Regions from separate parts of the Anas platyrhynchos genome. Here region 2 is linked to region 1. The links are chromatin contacts, called in public Hi-C maps. All regions are on one chromosome and are shown on one strand. The core of a region is the stretch at or near the end of the contact, and the rest is flanking DNA. Distances in the headings are between cores, read along the strand shown.

Region 1 (6,553 bases), core at 1,232-3,731:
CAGTTTGACCTCAAAAACCAAAACCTGTTAGAGCATTCCCCAAATGAGGTGGTGTAACCAGGCTTGAAAAAATAGGTTGGAATAGGACCTCACCCAAGATCGATGTTTAGAGCTAGATTATGAGGAACTTGAGAAAAAAAAAAAATGTGAATGTGAGCTTTGGGGAAGCCTGCACTCCACACCTGGGGCATAGGCCTGGAGGTTTGTGGTTTGACGTTACCCACCCACGTGATGTGGTCCCCAAGTGCTCACTGACCCTGAAACCACACTGAGCCCACTCCCACTGCCAGCTCGTGCTCTTTGCAGGCTGAGCACACAGGACCTTAGCACGAATTTTTCATGAAACGCCTAAACGAAATAATGAAACCATCCCCTTGTACCCCAGTGCTGAGCACCTCTGTGTGTGTCACCTCCATGCTTGGCAGTGCAGCTGGGGGCTGGCTGCCTGACGCTATCCTCAGCCTAGCAGAAAAGAATAGGTGAATATGTGAAGTACAGGTAGCTGTAGCGTGTTGTACTGACCTGTGCCCACTGCAACGTGCCACCCAATAGCTGGAAGTGATGAGGGGAACTGGCACTGGAAATGCTTTCACCTGAGAGTCAACAAGGGTGAGAGCTCATGCCTGTACATACACTGCATGCACTTTTAAATAATAGAGACATGACTGAAGTTAAAGTAGATGAGAGATAATGCCGCTAGTCTTTCTCTAGGCTATAGGTATAACATGGGCAAACATTTGTTGCTGTCAAAGAATATGCAATTCACAGCCTAAAGAAAAAAAGTGTAGCTGTGTTTTCATCTAAGCCCACTAAAGACCTAAAAGAAAAATGGGCACGATTTGTGCAGTCAGGAGTAAGCTCTGCTGGAGTCATTCTGTGTCTGAATAAGGGTAAACAAAACATTATGAATATAGAAATAATGAAATACAACAGGATTTATATTAGGAGAGGGATTTTGCTTATATAAATACATAACTTGAGTGCATTTATGTGTCATGTAGTCTAAACGATGAGAGAGTGCAAGCACCACAGACAGGTAATAAATAAAGCCTTTAGAAGTGCAGAGTCTGGCACGTCCATCATGAAATGGAAGCATTCAATAGAGAGGAAAATTGGCCAGCCACTGACAGAAGAAGGAGACTTATCTATTAAGGGAGGGGAGATAATATCCGTGTAGTATTTCATAGATGTTCCTGGTAACTAGTCATGAGGATCCACCTGTGCCAGATTCCCAAGGTTACTTGTTAGTGCCTGCATTGAATAGCACCAGAAAGCAACACAAATGGAAAGAAGTCTCCCGTAATCTCCTGTTAAGCACAGAGCAGCTCCAAGTCAGGAGATAACCTCTCCATCCCGCAGAGCTTGCAGCCCCCAGGTTAGGATGGGTTTAGCTCTCAGCGAGCTGCCAAGTGTGTTGCAGGGAGAGAGGGCAGCTCGCTGTGACCGCTGAGCGGAGCAGGCTTCTCCTCGCCTCCCTGCCTCTGCTCCAGCTCCAGGCTCTGAAGCCTCATCCACACCTCCTTGACCCTGAACTGAGCAGAGGTGCCTGAATACAGCTGCCCAAAGCTAGGTCTTTTTTCTCCTCTGTCCCCTGACTGCAGGTTTAATGAGCCGGGTTGGCTGGTAGCTCAATTACAGCTCCCAGTAAGTCCAGTTCTGGGTGCCCAGCATGTGTTGTAGCCGCCCAGAGACAGGGGCTGGGGGAAACTTCCTAGCCCTGGTTGCAGCACTTGGGTTCAGCCAAACTTAGCATGAGGGGTGTCAGATGCTACATCAGGCAAATGCCAGCAGCACCAAATTCACTCATATATGCTATTAATACCTCATCTTCAGGTGATTTCTTGCATATTTCCTTTTTTTTTTCTTTTTTTTTTTTTTTTTTCTTTCAGGTAGGGTGATTCCCCACATCTGCACCAGTGCAACACCTGCTGGTTTTAGTGCAGCTAGTACAGGGCCAACAAAAAATGAGACTGGTGATGTCTGAACCTTTCAAAGTCTTTTGTGTGAGACAGCTGGACTATTCACTTTCCATACATGAAGAATCAAAAAAACTCTCTTTTTCTTTTCTTGTCACTTTATTTTTTTTCTATAATTTCAGCAAAGATGGAGTTCCTCCAAAAAAAATACATTCATTTCTTAATGCTGGAGGCATTTAGGAAGGATGTGGAGAGCAAGCAAATTGCCAGCAATTGGTGTGTCTACATGTAGGGATGCAGCCTAAACCATAGCACTGATAACTCACAGTAAAGAAGTGCCTTATTTGGGGAACATTACTTGAGCAGAACTCCTGCTGTTGACAGGAGCTTTGCCCACATACACGATTTCAAATTTGGTTAAAATCGTGGCATTCACTTTTCTGTCAAGCAGCAAACAGTCTCTCAGGGTTTTGCGTCTTTGGGAACCCAGCCTGCCTGTGGCCACCGCTGCCTCTGAGTCACCCTCTGATCAGCCTGAAGCTGCTGGCAGCTTCCCCCACCCAAAGCTCTTTGTTTCCCATTTCCCCTTTCAGGGGCAGGGCAGAGCAGGCCTGCCTGGTGAGGGGTGTCAGGGATCAGGGCTCCGTGCCTGCAATGCTGACTGGGAGGGTGGGAAGATGCTTTTTGCAAGGCTGTTGTCTTTACTCTCCATGCCTTAGGGCAGATGTTTCTGCTTTACACCCTTGCACGCGTGGCTTCAGAAACACAAGGCTGTCCCATGTCTAGTGATGTGGCCATACTCATCAGCTGTCAGTGGACAATTTTTAGATTCACTATTAAACTGCATTGTGTGTTCCTGAAATGGAGTTTTTCTTTGCCTGACTAAGACTCTGCAGATTTGGCTGTCTTGTTGTTTGCTCATTTTTAATTGCTCGTGCAACGCCATGGTTCAAGCTAATAGCAGGAGTCTTGAGGCGTGTTCTGAAAATCCTCAGGTTTTGAGAGACTTTTGTCTTTTTCCTGCTTTTTGTGCCAGCCACTGTCAGCTGATTTGACATAAGTTGTTCCTGGAAGAACCAGCAGCTCACATTAGCATGAAGACCTAACTGGCAACTTGTGCAGGATGGGGTGGTTCAGTTTTATGTGGTTTTGACACATTTCATGGGGTAACTTCAGTCACAGTGAGGGATGCTCTCCATGATGGAGAGAAGGAGCAGAAGGAGTAACTGATTTCAGGCAAAAATGCAGGAGCTGGGTTTCCCTGTAAGGCAGAGGAGAAGTAACCCACTGCTGTCACGAGAGACAGCAGTGTAGAGAGCCACGTTGTGTTTCCATGTTGTGGAGAGCCCCAAGCGCTCTCTGCATGGATGGTGAGTATCTCTGGTACTGAGAACTATGTATCAATTTCTTTCCTCTGCCAGCATCGTTCCCACCTCTGCAACAGCAGTGCTCCTATCCTAAAACACCTGCACCACTGCTTATATCAGCCCAGCATTAAATCTATTTCTTGTCCTTCGCTGTGTCTTTTTCCTGAAACTGCTGAGCAATACTAAAGATAAATAGCTCAGTAGCTTGGAGCACTGCTCTCAGTAGAGCCTGAGGTATCCCAGGCCCTGGGTAGGTTTAATACAATTATGACTTTGTAAAAGATGGAAATATGGGACTGATTAACATACATGTTGAAGTTAGCATAACATAGCAATACTGACCCACCTACAGGAATCCCAGGAGAATCTGCAGGAGAATATTTAAACCAAAATGTCCAAATTTGTATTCCAAAAGTTTATGATGTTAACCTGTTATCAGCATGTGACTCGATTTCAAAGGCTTTTGTGTTGATGCTAATGTACAGACCTGCCTTTACCTTCAACAGATAGGAAAACATTGGAAGTATTAAAAGACCTTCTCTCTCTGCTGTGTCATTTGAGGAATTCAGAGTGCTAAAGAATGAGCTCAGATCCCACTGTGTACATAATGCGAGACTCTTTTCCTCCTGCTTATCACTTTACGTTTAATTATATTGAATTTATTGACTGTTTTAAAATCTGGTCACTTTAAATTATTTTGATAGTTCTTCATGGTCAGCGTTTCTCCTACGTGCTTTGAATAACTACAAATCCGCAGCAAACTTTGTCCCCTTAGCGTTCAGCCCATTATTTCTTGTTTGCTTTTATTAGCTTCCCTTATCCTGTAGCTGGCTTCTTTCTTCATATTTTAAAAAATATTTCCTGATAAGAGCTTTGCTCTGAGACCCAATATGCCTTCTCTGCAGAAATGGGCTTCTTTAAATACTTTCCAGTCTGCTTACAATGATTTTATTCCTTTGAATGTACTGCTAGGGTACTGTGAACAGGCTTCTTCATTTTCATGTAGTTCTTTTTTTTTTTTTTTTTGATTTTCTTTTTCCGAATATGTCTTGGTTTCTGGCGATCCAGTATGGATGCTGAACAGAAGTTTATTTAAGGCCCTGTGACAGAGTAGTTCTGCAGAGGCAAAATTTGCCAGCAACAGGCAGGGCTGTGGTATTTCTGTTTTCAGTGCTAGGCTTTGTCCCTCTCCCTGCCCAGCCCTGACCCAACGTGGTAAGAGTGATGAAGGGCGCCTCAGAAGGCAGCTGGGGCAGGGAGATCAGCACCTTCCTGTCCATGTCTTTTGTCCAGCAATCAAATTGCCATCGGTCTCCCTGGGAGGAGGCTGAAGAGTGCTGTCCATCTGCTCATTTGCCACCAGTCAGGCCTACCTCCAGAACAATGGCTTTGTTTTCTCCTCTCCTACTGCCTTGCTCCTCTTGCTTACCAGACATGTCCTGCAGGCCAGTCCAAGCTTTTGGTTTCTTGTTTTGCAGTCAGGCTTTGTTTCTGCCCTGTGCATTGTGCTGGATTTCTGAGCTGGTCCTCGGCTGCTGGCTCTCCATAGAGCAGCCCCACGCTGAGCGTGGCTGGCTCCTCGCCACCTGCTCCTCTGATAAGAGGATGGGTGTCAGAACAAAGCTGGCGGCATGAATTGGCATGATGAGGTGAGAAAGTAGGGTGCACAGTGCTCCAGCTGAGGCTTGCCAATGTAATTGCCCTTCAGGCAATAATTCTTGCCAGTGCGATGGCCTCCAGAGATCTTCTGCACGCCAGCGTAAGCCAGAGCCACTTCTGCTTCCCCATCACTCAGCTGCTGTGAGCGTTAACCTTATATTAATTCAAGGCTGAACCCCTAGATTCACATTAGCTAGTCTTTCATAATAACAAAGTGACAGAAATTACTTCTTCTTTCCAAACCCTTTTAGGAAAAGAAAGCAATAGCAAGGTTTGGAAGGGTGGTCTGGGAAGAAAAATCTTCAGAGCTGGGGCACATTACCTAGGCCATGAGCTAGGTGTGCTCACCTGGTGCCTGCAGCCTGCTTGGCACTTGCTGCAGCACCTCGGTTGTTTTTAAACCAGCAGAAGCAACTCCCAAAGCTGCTTTCTCTGTGCGTCCTTAACCATGGCACATAACAGCAGCCACTGGTGTGGCAGCATGAGCAGGACAGCAAAAGCTACCATATGCTTAAGATGGAGAAATGAAACAGGGGCAAGACCTGAAAACAGCAAGTTCGATCCTTTAGTTTTCTGCAATGCTTAAATCTTAGCCTCCAAGACAGCCAGATCCTCACAGTTAAAGTCAGCTCTAGCAGGGCACAGCACAGGGAATATCCTCTGGGACCTTTGTATCTTTCCTTTTCCCAGAGCAAAACTTTTCCCGAATTGTGGGGTTTCAGGGCACTACAAAGTCCTCATCCTCCCCCTTCCTCTGAAGAGCTTGGTTGAATACTGAGGACTAGATTGTCACTGTGTTTTCAAATTGGTCTAGTAGTTTTACATTAAGCTTCTACCCTGATTTTTTTTTTTTTTTTTTTTTGAGTGTCATTTTACAGGGTGCTTTGCTCTGAATAACTGCTATTATACAAATAAATCACTCTGTGCTACAAACTATACCTCCTCTCTTGGTAGTTTCCCCTGTAAATGAAAGTTTGAAGGCTCCCAAAGACCAACTGGATTAAGGAGCAGCTGCGAGGTTCACCACCACATGGGAGCGACAAGGAAGTGGTCTCCTGAAGTAGCAGTTGCCTATAAGAAGCCTCACTGTGCTGGATGGGGCAGATGGGCTGTGACATGCCTGGGGTGGGGGCTTGGTGCCACGGGAACTCCCCGTGATCCTGGCCTCTGCCAAACTCTCATCTTGAAGCCTGGTCTGGCAGGAAAAAGCCTTTTGTGGGGTAGGAATAAATGGAAGTGTGCACTGGTGGAGGTCAAATCTTGAATTTGACCCACCCAAATGCATGAATTTAAAGAACTTTCCCAAATCTGAAGAACAAGGAACATTTACCATTTATTCTTTCACAAATCTGTTATTCTAAATCCAGCCATGAAGAATGAAGAAAGGGAGCAAGACAGAGAAAACACAGAAAGGTGGTAGCTGAGTATAGATCTGACAAAGACAGAGAAATCAAAAAACTCCCAACTCTCCTCCCAAAGGCAGTTAAGCACTGGTCATTTGTAGCCATTTTTCTAAGCACCACTGTGGAATGTTCAACTACTTCACAGTTTAAGTAATCCTTAGCCAGGAAGTACTGGTTCCTCTGTGGGTCTTGACAGTAATTTTGTAGG
Region 2 (7,341 bases), core at 2,042-4,541, 170 kb before region 1:
TTACAGAGTTCTGACATTCAGAAGAAGGAAAAAAAAAAAAACAAAACTTCTGTTGCCTGTTGTCACCTCTATATTTCTATGACACAGGATCAGAAACTTATTACCTCAGAGATTCTTTTACTGAAAGAAATGTGAATCCAGGTATTTAAGAGAAAGATAAAAATGGCTATTTCTCAGTTTGCCTGTCCCAGCAGTGTAATATATCCCTGCACATTTTTCACAGAAAAATATCCTTTTCTATGAGCTCAGAATCCAAACTTGGCAAGAATCCAAGCAGAAAAAAGAACAAGGAGGTCACTGACAGAAAGACATGGTGCTGATAAAACCATTATGTCCCAAAGTTGCTGACAGCCTGAATGAGTTAGACAGGAGATAATTAAGTTCAGCTTTGCAATTGCAAATTCCCTTGTGTATTTCTGTGACCGCTCAGCAGGATGACAGAAACTTAACGAAGCTCAGATACTAATCTACTTAATTTACATCCCATGCACCACAGCATGGTTTGGCTTCTTTACTGACCTTACTTCTTGTTTTAGTGGAACACTTCTTTGAAGTACCTATGCAACTTCAGAAATACTTTTGAAGGACCCATGTGATTTCAGAAATACTGTTGATGTACCTTAGTGTTATAAAGATGTCACCTATCACTAATGAAAACAAACATTTTGAAAAAGCGTCTTGTGGTATTACTGTTTTTAGAAGTCCAGGACAAGAGAGTAAACATCGTTGTGCAACCTACAACCTCTAAATCCAGGGACGGAAGTGGTGTTAAACTAAGTCCTTGGTACCACATAAACATTTTCGTTCACCTGTTGCACCGTTTCATTTAGAAACCCCTAAGCTACTGAAGAAAAGCCTACCAATTTCCTTTGTTAGAGGCTTTTGTATCTCCACTGGCTAAATGAATAAGTCAAGTACTGCAGAGGTATTGCAGCTTTCAAAGAAGTTAAAACCTTACTACCCTTTGCCTCATCTACACAGTGAGGGGCTGTTTTAGCCTCCAACCCAGTAGGGCCTTAGTGCCTTTTTAGCATATGCTCTTTTACCCATTTAGTTACTTCTTTGGCTTTTCCAAGCCTCTTAAACAAGCAATTGGAGAAGAAAGCCCTTTCTTATATATCATTTTTCCAATAGATCTGATGTTGGAATGAAATCACTCAGAAAAAAAAAAAAAAAAGTGCTTGGGCTGGAATAACTTTAATTCAGTTTCCACGAGCAACTGCTTGTATCTTAGTTTTCTGTAGTTCAGTTACAAAATATAACTCTTACTTCAGTCTGTAGGAAAAAAGTTGATAGAACCCACCAATTCTAATTTTCTAGAGAAATTACTGTTGTAACTTTTTTTTGTAACAGAATCCTGCATTCTGTCCTCAAAGCACATCAGTTCATGGTGCGTTATCATTTCCACTGGTTTCAAATATTTTGAAAACTCTTTCCCGCGCTTCTTATCCTCACTGGGCGGCAAGTTCATGGTTTTAACGGCTTGGACAGTTTTGGTTACAGCAGGAGAGAAAGTTCAGGAAACTTTTAACATGCAACGTGGAGGTAGAGTGGAGGTACCATATGCAAGGAGGACGAGAACAGACCCCAGAGCAATTCAGGCATATTCACAGTAACCCACCGCAAAGCGTGCTCATTTTGAGCAAGTACCTGAAAAACGCATCCAGTTACACCTTCTGGGACCGTAGCAGCAGAGAGGAGTTGGGTTAACACAGGAGCTGGAAAAACTGCCTGGGTCACGAGTAGTTTTGGTGCTCGGAAAGAGGATTTACCCAGCGGGCTGCGCCCACCCGGGCTCCCACGGCGCGGCTTCGCGCAGGGATGGCCGGGCACATGGTGCCAGCCCCAGCCCCCTCTGCCAGCTGCGGCCGCTTAACGCAGAGCCGCGAGGGGAGGCACCGACTCCCCAGCGAGGCTCTGGGAGGTGCGGGACCCCCCTACGGTCCGGCCCGATGGGGCAGCCGCACCGGGCTCGCCTTTGGTCCCAAGGCGGTCGCCGGTTGCTCTCAGAGCGGCAGCGGAGGCACAGACAGACCGCCAGACCGCCCGCCCCCCACTCCCTCTCTCCATCCCTCACTCACCCAGCTGGAGCTGCTCGCACTGCCTGCGGGGGTTGCTCCCGATCCGGCACCGGAAAATGGCCCCGGGGCTGTCCACCGAGCTGTTGGCCGGCCAGCTGGCCCGCGGGGCGCCCGCCACCAGCCTGCGGGGCACAGACGGCGGCGTGAGGGGCCGCAGGGGGGGCTGCAGGCTCCGGCTCCCCCCCGGCAGCCCCGTCCGAGACTCACCATCGCTCCTCGCCGTGGCTGTGCAGCAGCACCGAGTACCCGAAGAAGGTGCCGGTGCCCCCGCGGAACAGCAGCGGGTGCCGGGTGTCCAGGTTGTAGGGCCGCGCCGTCGGCAGGCGCTGCCCCAGCAGCAGCAGCAGCAGCGGCAGAAGCAGCGGGGCGGCGCAGCCCGCAGCCCTCCCGCAACTCCGCATGGCTCCGGCCGGCTGCAAGCACCCGGCCGCCCGCCTCCCCGCTCCGCTCGGCGAGGGGCAGCGCCGCCCCCGCCCTGCCCTGCCCTGCCCTGCCCTGCCCCGACACCGGGCAGCCCGCGCCCTGCTCCCAGCCGGGCCGAGCCGAGCCGGGCCGGGCGGCTCCCTCCCTCAGTTCCCGCAGCCGTGCGGGGTGTCCCCTGCGGAGCGGGGGGGGACCGCTCGGCCGTGCCGCCGCCTCCTCCCGCGCCGCGGCAGCCCCTCTCCCTCCTCAGGCGGCGGAGGTCGGGTTTCTCCCCGCCCCGCCCGCGCACAGGGGGTGCTGCAGGACGGGGCACGGCCTCCGAGCCTCCCCCTCGGGCCTCCCCGCGGCCCCCGGGAGCCCCTTGCCCGGTGTTCGGGTTGGGGGGAGGTTGGGAGATGGAGGGAGGCTGTTCCCAAAATGTCCTCGCCGGCTTCCTCGCCCTGGCGCGTTGGATTTCCCGCTCCCCTGAGCGCGTCTGCCCCGAGTCCCGGCGTGGAAATCCAGCCAAGCCCGGGTCCGTCCTCAGGGAGGGAAACTGCGGTCAGATTTGTGCCTTCCTTTTGGAAGTTAAAAAAGTCCTCGTGTCTGTGCTGCTAGCCTTCCTGCCCCTCGGCCGTTGCACTGGGGGGAACTCCCGGGCCCCCCTCTCGGTGGGGAGGTACCAGAGGTACCAGAGCCCCAAAACCAGCGTCCTAACGGCCAAGGACAGTCCTGAGCCCCATCCCGCCCGTGTTGCACAGGACCACTCCCTGCCGATGACTTCCTTCCCTGTGGGACGGAATCAGAACAACCCCTGGCACTTTGTTCACATTTGAAAATGAAATTTCACGTTCCTGTTCAGTTTTGCATTCCAGTTGAGTAGCTGGTAAAGTTACCATCCGGTCCGCTGGACTGCACAGGAGTAAAGAAAAATTTGAGCATCGTGCAGGAGACCTGATGCTTAGCAGGCCCTGTAAAAGGCTCCCTTGATCTTAGTAAGGAGCTTGGTTCTGTGTGTTTCCAGAGTCAGTCACTGAGTCTCGATTTAGCTCACATTGGGTTGGGTGTGTGTTGAAATCAAGGCTGTTACTCCACAGACAAACCTTGCCTCGCTGAAGTTCCTTGAATAGCAGAGCTTCCCCACTGCTGCAGTACTACAGTAGCACAGCTACGCACTATGGTAGTTTCAGTTACAGGTACAAGAGCATAAGCGGTTCTTCAAAGAGGAAAAATTAGTTGTAAAGACTATTTACTGTAGCTGGGAGACATCCACTGTCATTTCAACTGCTGAATATTACACGCATTAGAAATAACTGTGAGATGGTAGAGTACCAACCCCAAATAGAAATTCAGAACATGGCATTTTAAGCTTCTTGGAATAAAAAAACCCTCTCATTTCCAGTCAGTTAATCAAAGTGTGGAAAAATTAACACTTCTGCTAAATGCAGAGCAACTACCAGAGTGGGACACTGAGTGATACATCTTGTCCTTCTAAGCGCATTCAGGTGTATAATGCCTGTAATGGGATTAGTGCATTGCAAGGCCTGACAGGCGGTCAGTCAGTTAGCACCGTGTCTTTTTTTGAAGTACTCATGTCTAGAACCATCAGAGGGCTTCCCTGGATAGCACGGGTGTGGAGCAGTGACTGTTTCATGTAAAGGAGCTAAACAGCCCCTCAGCAGCCCTTCATCTTCCTTCCAACTACTGACATCAAAGGAGTTATGACAATCAACAGCAGCTGTGAATCTGCATTTCTACTAGGCAGGTTTTCACTGTCATTCTGAAAGCAGCAGAACAGGCATGATTCAAATCTGAAAAGCTAAATTGTGGTTTAATTGAACCACCATTTCACCACTATTCTGACCACTTAGCCTGGTTTTGGGGACTTCCAGGCATTTCTCCAAGAAATCATTACAATTCTTGGGTTTGTTTCTTGTTCACAAAAAAGGACACAAAGCTCTATCCCTTGAAAATCAGAGAGGGGAAGAGCCATCTCTCAGCCTCCTTTACCCTGGCAATTTTATGGTCTAGGAATTTCTGTCCTTTCTGCTCTCTCTCATGACCAATTTTATGTCTATCATTTTGAATATAGCTGATGCAGAAAACATGAATGCAACCGAGCAATCTCTTTGCAGCTGTGTTTCTAAACATTTGGGGGGACCCCACCCTAACCCTTGAATATGTGACTTGTTCCTCACACTAGGTATTGCGGCTTATCAACCGGTGTCATAGAAAAGGGATAAATGTACACAAGCTGTTTGTGGTACCCAGAGACAAGTCAGTCTCTTGAGACTGGTGTGGCTGAGAGTTTAGGGAGAGATGTGCAGCTGAAAGTTACAGTGACTTTGTAGAACCTCCAGTCTAGTGGCTGCTAAAGAGAAAGAGGGCAGCACAGTTGCTACATGACAAGAAGAGGTGGATCCTAAAGCCATGGGATTCAGTTGTTAGTACATAAACAGCTGTGTACTTGGTGCAGATGAGAAACTTACTGTACCTTGCTTGTCAGAAAGAGATATCTATTTTTTCCTAGACTGTGTTAGACATTGGAACAGGCTGCCCAGGGAAGTGGTGGAGTTACCATCCCTGGAAGTCTTTAAAAGACATTTAGATGTAGTGCTTAGGGATATGGTTTAGTGGGGACTCCTTGTGTTAGGTCAGAGGTTGGACTCTATGATCTTGAGGTCTCTTCCAACCTAGAAATTCTGTGATTCTGTGATTCTGTGTTAGAGTAGATGCAGTCAGGATTCACCAAATATCAAGGAAGTCTGTGGAAGGTAAATCTCCTGGACTGTGAGAAAACTATTTTGAGAAATACTTGAGGTTTTCAGTATCAGTCAGGTGCAGGGCCAGGCAGAAGCAATAAAACCTCAATGCAAAACTAACAAAATGGTGTAAGAGAGAATTTGAGTTTCAAGGATTCAGAAAACTTGCAGAAAAGGTGCAACTAACACTGGAAGCCAAGTATTGGTATTTACAAAGAAAATACACATTTATATTTACTTCACAAATATGGATACTGAAACTATCCTGAAATAATGAAAATAAATCCTTCCCAAAATAATCTTGCCACTATGCTATCTGGACAAGCTATCTCCCATAGTTCTCTGTGAGTTAATAACACTAAAGCAAAATATCACGGTGACTTGCTTTTCTGCTTGATGTTGGTTCACCATCTAAGGCAATTTCAAAGAAGCTGTTGGGATGGTTTGTTACGTGAGAAAGTATATTAGGCCAGAGCTTGGCAAGCATGTTTTATGGCAGATGCATGCACTTCATCTGATTGTCCTCATCTCTCACTGCTCATGCTTGAATCATACTGCTGTCTCTTACACTGGTACTGCTATGTGACTGAGCAGTGAACCTGATGAGAGAAGTGATCTGGGTTAAAAATAACCCAGCCACCCCCACAGATCTAGATCAGTGCATGTATTATGTGGCTGCCCAGTTGGGTGAGTTGTGTTAGTAGGGTAGTTTCAGCCAGTGCTGCAGCTGTAAGGGCTTTTTAAGACTACAGCCTTAAGAAGGAAGTGGCAAGAATCTGAAAGGTTAAAGCCTACATATGTACTTTAAAATGGAAATAGAAGTCCACTTCCCCAGCATTGACCTCCTGCTGGAGCTCAGGTATCTTCGCCCAAACACTCTTCTGCCTATGCCCTGAGGCATCCGGCTTAAAAGAAGTTATATTAGAATAAACCTGATTTACTGATGCCGTAAATGTCAACATACAACATCATGCGATCACGGTAACCATCAGTTTCTAAATAAGATTATATATGGTTCTTCAAGATTTAATATTCCTAATGCAATTATGAACACTGGATATTTCTGGAGAAGTTTGTCGAGGCAGAGTGAGAAGAATGCAGGCATAACCAGAAGAAGCCATATAACCTTGGCAACAACTTCTGGCACTCTGCTTCTAGGCTTTTAACCCCTAATGCCAAGGAGACCTCTGGTGTACCTTTGGAAAACAAATTTGGGAATTATGTTCATAATCCAACTGGACAATAAAAAATACAACTTTTAATGGAAAATATGTGTATTATGTAATCTTAGAACCTCTTAATTCCCCAGCCCCCCAGGTTCCACAGGCTGTAAATAATTAGCCTGACTTTCAACATATAATGCATTTTCTCTCTCCTCTACAGTAAGAGCTCTTCTAATCCACAGGTACCAGCTATCTTTCTCCCTGATGATTTCCTGCTCATTAAACTGCAGTTTTCCTCATCTTGAATTTACTTTTGAAATTCCATTCCAGTCCTGAAGAAAGCCTGGATTACTGAAATCCTATCTGCTTTTTCCAGGTGTACTAAGTCTACAAAATGTAATTTCTCTGTCTTGCAAGCCTCGTCCTCACAAGGTGCTATGACTATCAGGGCTATACCGTGACTATAATAGTTTATTAACAGGCTCAAAATCGTGATACAGACAGCTAAAGGCATAGTAGACTAAAGTACATTAAGGCATAAATGCCTAAATCTGTAAAAAGAAAGTCTTTTTGATAAGAACATGCATAAATAGCAGCATATAAGAAATCATATGCTAGAGGCAGCACTTGTGACAAGTCTCCATGATGTTAACTGTCTAATTACCAACATGTCTCAGCTGCTTGTGTCTCTCCAGAAGGTATTGTGTAACATAGCATTAGTCACTAGTATTTCTTCTCTTTCCTCCATCAGTCTATGAATGTGGTATTTTGGCTTGTCTTTGCAAGAGAACTTATTAAAAATCTATTACAAAGACTTGTGTTTCACTGGCATAGCTCAGAACCCTCATGTCTATTAATATAATAAATTACAGATTGGGCTACAAGTCCCATGATTCTACTTTTACTGTTTTTCTGATGCTGTTTTAAATTTCT

What was found. Hi-C and Micro-C count contacts between places; a contact is called where the count stands out from the background.
Region 2: a contact with region 1 is called in a Hi-C map of subcutaneous adipose tissue, with 2.4 times the contacts expected there. The contact joins the promoter of ITGA4 here to the enhancer-like site in region 1. A contact is called at or near these places in 5 of 8 Hi-C or Micro-C datasets (F1 follicle, F5 follicle, liver and 2 more).

Annotation. Positions count from the first base shown.
Region 1 is chr7:25,176,964-25,183,516 of IASCAAS_PekinDuck_T2T, reverse strand. No RefSeq gene overlaps it. Among named protein-coding and RNA genes, the nearest start is that of UBE2E3, 69 kb to the right of the region's middle. Within about 2 kb of position 2,481, at least 1 of the 8 cell types and tissues checked has an H3K27ac peak or open chromatin away from gene starts, as enhancers often do.
Region 2 is chr7:25,349,163-25,356,503 of IASCAAS_PekinDuck_T2T, reverse strand. It overlaps ITGA4 (integrin subunit alpha 4), which reads right to left and starts at 3,291. Exons shown (of 28, transcript XM_027461081.3): 1 at 2,289-3,291; 2 at 2,082-2,203. The coding sequence starts at 2,482.